Linked DNA regions of Sus scrofa: region 2 is linked to region 1. The links are chromatin contacts, called in public HiChIP or PLAC-seq maps. All regions are on one chromosome and are shown on one strand. Each heading gives the region's core, a stretch centred on a gene start, on an enhancer-like site or on the middle of the called end of the contact. The rest is flanking DNA. Distances are from core to core; before and after follow the strand shown.

Region 1 (3,115 bases), core at 229-2,728:
CTCAGGCCCCTTCAGTCAACACCCCCCCTTCCAAAGCACCTGCTCTTCTGCTTTCCCTTCTCCTGATTAGCTTTACCTGTTCTTGCCTCTTCTCTTCTTGCCGTTTCTCCCTGGTTTTTGAGACAGCTCCGTTGTTGACATCAGTGCTTGTTAGCTTGCGTCAGCATTGCCTGGGGCTGTGAAGCTTGGATTTCTGGGCTGTACCCAAGCTTCTGATTCATGGCCCTGGAGGGGATGTAAGGCAGTGCGCACCTCGGCTCTGCGAGGTCCACAGCCACACCTGCTTATAACTGTTCTAAGCCCCGGTGTTGTAACTCTGGTCTATTTACCCTGTACTGAAAACTACTCGAGTTGTTTCCATTAGCTTGTTTTTAAAAACTGTGTGTAACCTTGTACATGTGCCATTTTGAGAGTAGCATGTGTGGATAGATGATAAATTCCCATCAAAGGGTTGATGTGTTTGTAATCTCGGTGGAGATCGCCAAATCGCCCTTCTGAAGAGGTGGTACATTTTGCATCTTGCCAGCAGTGAGAGAGAGAGAGAGAGAGAGAGAGAGAGAGAGATAACCTGTTTCCCCCACAGCCTTAGCAAGAGTGAGCATCAAGCTTTGGAGTGTTGGATTTCTGCCAATTTGATAGGTGTGAAATGGTATCTCATTGTAGTTCTAATTCATTTTTCTTCTGTGTGAGGCTGAGCATCCTTTTAAATATATAAGGGCCATCTGTCTGTGTTGCTTTCCTCTGTGAATTGTCTTTTCATATCCTTTGCCCATTCTTCTTTTGGGTTTATCATCCTTTCATCCTCAAGTTCAAGGAGCTCTTCACACATTAGCGAGATTTGTCTTTGTTTATGATTCCAACTGTAAATGTTTCCCCTCATCCTCTTTGCCTGTTTATTTTGCTTATGGTGTTTTTTCATATCTAAATTCTGGGTTTATAGATCTTGCGAAAGATTCAAAATCGGGGAGAAATAGAGTTGGCTGTAAGCACAAACCAATAGAGAGCAACACTTACAAATGAGGTTTGCAGGGGTCAGGAAGGAAATGGGGAGAGAAAGAGGCATCCAGGTTGTGCAGTGATGCTCTTTATTTTTTAAATTTTTTTTGGCTTTTTTGCTTTCTAGGGCCACATCCGCGGCATATGGAGGTTCCCAGGCTAGGGGTCGAGTTGGAGCTACAGCTGCGGGCCTACACCACAGCCACAGCAACGCGGGATCCTACGCCACGCCGGGAACTCCCTAAACCACCCTTTTTTATTTGGACATTTATTCAGACAAAGGCAGAAGCCTCAGTGGCAAGTGCCTGGACTCTAAGGGGAGAGAAGATGGGACATCAGCCACAAGTGGCCACCAGCCAGCTCCAGTGGTGGGGAAGGGGTCAGAGATCGCACAGCCATATCTGGATAAGACGGGACATGCGAAGGCAGGTGGGAGATGCTGCTTACAGGTGACACCAGGGGAGACAGGAAAACATCTCTTAATCACAGGAAGCTAAACAGGCGGTCAGGGCTCCCTAAAGGGCTGGCTCCACCTGAGGTTGTCAGCACAACCAGGCTCTTATCATGTTGGCTCTTTTTTTAAACTGTGGCCAGAGAGAGAAAGCGAGCATCACTTTGACAGGAGACCAGATAACTTGTCCTCAGAGGGAAGGTCATTATTTGAAGGTGCTTCCTCCAGGGCCAGGTTAACCCCTCAGGGGGTACACTGACCTACTTCGTGGCCATATCTAGGGAGAAGACCCACAGAATATGGGTGCTGGGAAGGTGCCAGGCGTCATCTGGGCCGGGGATTGCAAAGTGGTGGCCTGTGGTCAGAGTTGGCTTGTGCGTGTGTTTTCTTTGGCCAGTTTGGGGTTGGCCCATAAAGTGTTTTTAAAATTGTGAAATCAGTCACCACCATTTTAAACTCTGATGATTTCTGTAGAGGATCTCTCTCTTTGCTTTTGAAACAGGGGCGATCTGGCCACACTGGGCCTCTCCTGACTCCTTCCTTCACCCCAGGGAACATGCACTCTGCAGTTTTCCACAGTTGCCACTCCTCCCTAGTCTGTCCCTGACATGGAGACTACCTGGCAGTCACCACGGGTCCCACTTGTTGTTCTTCTTTCAATAAGGTGAAAGGGGAAGTGGAGCTTTCTTAAACTTGTTTCTCTTTCTGAGTGGAGATGTGAAAGACAAACCAAAAGGGCCACATGTTTAAGGAAAAATGGTGGTGGGAGTTCCTGTCATGGCGCAGTGGCAACGAATCCAACTAGGAACCATGAGGTTGTGCGTTCGATCCCTGGCCTCACTTAGTGGGTTAAGGATCTGATGTTGCCGTGAGCTGTGGTGTAGGTCGCAGACGTGGGTCAGATCCTATGTTGCTATAGCTGTGATGCAGGCTGGAAGCTGTAGCTCCGATTAGACCCCTAGCCTGGGAACCGCCATACCCCACGGGTGTAGCCCTAAAAAGACAAAATAAAAAATAAATAAATAAATAATTAGTGAGCAACCAAACAGTTAAAAAGAGAAAGGAAAAAAAAAAAACCCTATTTGTTTATGGCCTCCTAAAAAACATGAATTTCCAACCTCCATAGCTCTGTGGCAAGCAGAAGGAGACCAGACCAATCTGCTTTCCTGTTCTGATCAAAATAGGAAGATAGCAGATAAGGGGAAAGCGCTAGAGATAAATTGTATGAATCAGAGTATGGCTTGTAAGTACGTGGGTATGATGCTGCTTGTTAGGGTGTAGGAGGAAGGGAGCAAAGGAGCAACTTCTTACAGGAAAGGGTCGTGAGTTCCCTGGTGGCCTAGCAGTTAAGGGTTTGGCACTGTCACTGCTATACTGCTGTAGCTCAGGCTTGATCTTGGTTGGAAACTTCCACATGCCATGGGCTTGGCCAAAAAAAAAAGGGCTCCCAACCTCCTGTTGACCCTGAGGTGGCTTTAGTGGCTGGGCTGGGGCATTGGACCCTCCGTCCCGTGAGTGGTTACGAGGAGTGGACAAGATAACACGTGGAAGAATTCTGAAACCATGGAGGGCTACAGAGGACAGAAATTCTGAAAAGAATATGAGAACCGTTTCCTACAGCCAGTCCACCAGCTGGTTCTTTTGAGTCCACCACCCCCATCTCTCCGA
Region 2 (3,115 bases), core at 175-2,674, 100 kb before region 1:
TAGACCCCTAGCCTGGGAACCTCCATATGCCGAGGGAGCAGCACAGCAAATAAAAGGCAAGAAGGCTCTGCCCTGAGGATTAGGTGGGCTGCAGTTTTATAATCCAAGGGGGTTGGGGGTGGGAAAAAACCACCTCGTCCTCTTTCTTGGAGGAGGAGCTTCTCCTCCATATCTGGTGAGAGAGTATTCAACCCTATAAGGTCAAACTAGGACTGTCAAGGTGCGTATTCAAATCAGCAGAAGGGCAATCCTTAAACTCCTGCCCTAGGTCCTAAGGGTCATTGTCTTGCTGAACCTGAATGCAGGCCTTATTTTAATGACCTATGGCATATCTCAGGCTTTAATTTGTGTTTTGTAGTTAAGCAAGCCTGCTTCGTTCTGATGGCTTTCTTGAGGGATTATTAACTTATGGTGGTCTCCCAAAGTCCCCTGGGTTTCTCTCTCCATCCATGGTCCCCTATTGGGACTTCTACAACTACCTGTGTAACTATCCTGCTCCCTCCCATCAGCTGCACTACACACCCTTCAACTTTTTCACCTTGGTTGAAGGAGATGAAACTCTAACTGCCCGCTGTCAGAGGAAATAAAAAAGGGAATATAAGCACACAGTGCTCTTAGAATTCTCTGGTGGGCTGTTTTCAGGAAGCATTCTCTTGGATAAAGAAGTGAAATGTGATGATAAAAAAAAAAATAGACTAAATTACAACTAAAGGAAAGGGTGCAAGTGAGGCCTAGTGATAAGTAGTCCAAACTGGGGTTAACTAAGTGGTAATCACCCTCAAATCAGGTTTAATTAGGGGCTTTTTTTTTTTTTTCCTTAGGCATAAGGATGTTAACTGTCACAGGTGCTTGACCTGGGGTCTGTGTCTGCCTGCCAGCTGGGAGCTGTATGCAGCCCTCCCAGCTGCCTCTTGTCTTCACAAATGCCTCAGCTGAGTCCCCTCATGCCAGTGAGACTGGCTGCATAGCACACAGGGCAGACCGTGGTTATTCATTCACACAAATATTTATAGAGGGCCTGCTTGCCTGACACTGTACTGAGTGTAGTGGAGGTAGGAAAAAACCATAAATTCCAACATGGGAAAAGCATTCCCTGAGCCTGACAGGAGTTTACCCTCTCCTCTGGCAGACAAAAATACATTACCTAAGGAGAAAAATAGCATAAAAATTTTTTTAAAACATTATAAAAACATGATAAGTGGTGCAGGCATCCCAGAACACTGAGCTAGGGCTTTACAACATATAGGAAAATGTAAAGGTGGTTTGAGTTTGTAGGGACAAAGACAGAGCTAATTTTTTGTTGGAAGAAAGATCTTATAGAGGAGGAAAGAGCTGACTTCTTTGGCTGTTGTTATCCAAACCTGGCCTGAGGCTAAGCTCAAGACGCCGAATGAGTCACCAGAGATAAAACAATTAAACAACAGACTGCCTGGCTTGCACAACCCAACATCCGGTCCTGAAGTCTTTTTCTCTGAATAGCCAGTTGTCCTGATGATCACAGAGCCTCAGCCTACCATTACATCCCTTATTGTTTTAAGACTTTAAATTTATTGCATTTACTGTTTTAGGACTGATAGGAACTTTTAGTTGTTATGCATGATTGCTGGATAATTACTGAGCAAATGGAAGCCAGCTCTCCCTAGAATTCTGGATTGTCAAGGAGAACCCCAGAGACTAAGAATATGCTAGACCTGATGGAGGATCCCAGTCCAAGGCTCTGACACCAGACAGGAGGTCCACTGCTCCTTCTGAGAGGAGCCTTGGTTGGGAGGAAACACTCTGAGGGATACAGAGCGTTCCCTGTTCAGTCCCTCCATTTGGGAGCAGGGAAGACAATTTGGGGTCTAAAACCATGTGAAGTTTCCCATCTTCTTTTTCCCATCCAGAAAATGCAGGAAATTAAAACCCAACACGAGCTCACTTACACCATGGTTGTCATAGAACCTGGGCACTCACTCAAGACCTTTCTCCTGAAAGCCTAGGGCAGTTGTTTTAGCATAGTGAGAGGCGGGTCCCCATCGAGGCAGTGGGGTCTGAGATGGGCAGGGGGGCAGGAGTGATTCCTTTTCACTCCAGCTTCATCTATTCTTGAAGTCTTCTCCACCCGTGTCCCCTGTGAGCCACCTTGGTCCCGGCTCCGCCCTCAGCTAATGCACAGCACTTGGCGATGCATGAATCATTCATCCACGCGAATTCCTCCTTTAATTGTCATAATCGCCTTCATATTCTCGGTACCTCCTTCGCGCCTGATACATGGCAAGGATTCATTAAATGTTTGCTGAAAGAATGAGTCCCTGGGAATTGTAGTTGGCAAAGTTGCGGCTTAGGGACATGTTTTTCAAAATAGGATTGTCAGAGCCCCAGAGAGATGTTTGGGGACCCTCATGAGAATGGAGCAGACGGTGTTCCCAAAGGCTCCATCTCCTCTTGTAACTGTCTTTGATCTGACTGGTTCTGCTTTTGTCTGATTAATATATTAGGGGTCCACATCTGATTTTGCTAGAAAGCTGCTAGAAAAATCCTAGTGGTGGGAGGAGGGGGTACAATATGGTACAATATCAGCAGGATATGATCACAAGATAAAGAGGAGTGAGGCATTCAGGAGAGTCTGAGCTTGGTAACAGCCTCAAGACAGCAGGCCAGGAGCTCCCATTGTAGCTCAGTGGTTAAGAACCTGAATAGTATACATGAGGACTCGGGTTTGATCCCTGGCCTCACTCAGTGGGTTAAGAATCTGGCGTTGCTGTGAGCTGTGGTGTAGGTTGCAGACGTGGCTCAGATCCCATGTTGCTGAGGCTGTGGTGTAGGTAGGTAGCTGAAGCTCTGATGTGATCCCTAGCCTCAGAACTTCCATATGCCCAAGTGCAGCCCTAAAAAGCAAAAAATAAAATAAAATAAAATAAATAAAATTTAAAAACATAAAAAAGACTTCAGGCCAGTAGAGAGAAATCCCCAAGGGGAGAGAGGTGGCCAGAGGGGTCTCTGAATCACTCCTCAACGACTTCCCCTTGGTCTTTGGCCACGGACTGGACTTCTTCAGACAGCGGACATGGCCCCACTTCCTTCTCTTGCTCTTCCCACTCTCTTACTTTACACTGTGGTCACTCTTCCTTCA

The links. HiChIP or PLAC-seq counts read pairs in DNA pulled down with a chosen protein or histone mark.
Region 2: an H3K27ac HiChIP or PLAC-seq map of alveolar macrophages shows a contact between it and region 1. The contact joins two enhancer-like sites. A contact is called at or near these places in 2 of 47 Hi-C or Micro-C datasets (embryonic fibroblasts and fibroblasts) and 1 of 2 datasets of contacts at active chromatin or transcription factors (alveolar macrophages).

Annotation. Positions count from the first base shown.
Region 1 is chr7:46,346,929-46,350,043 of Sscrofa11.1, reverse strand. All of the region lies in intron 2 of TRAM2 (translocating chain-associated membrane protein 2), which reads left to right. Among named protein-coding and RNA genes, the nearest start is that of TRAM2, 58 kb to the left of the region's middle. Within about 2 kb of position 1,478, at least 13 of the 83 cell types and tissues checked have an H3K27ac peak or open chromatin away from gene starts, as enhancers often do. A contact at or near this core is called in alveolar macrophages, where this site is marked.
Region 2 is chr7:46,448,895-46,452,009 of Sscrofa11.1, reverse strand. The region is part of intron 2 of LOC110261540 (a long non-coding RNA gene); the gene reads left to right. Among named protein-coding and RNA genes, the nearest start is that of TRAM2, 43 kb to the right of the region's middle. Within about 2 kb of position 1,424, at least 31 of the 83 cell types and tissues checked have an H3K27ac peak or open chromatin away from gene starts, as enhancers often do. A contact at or near this core is called in alveolar macrophages, where this site is marked.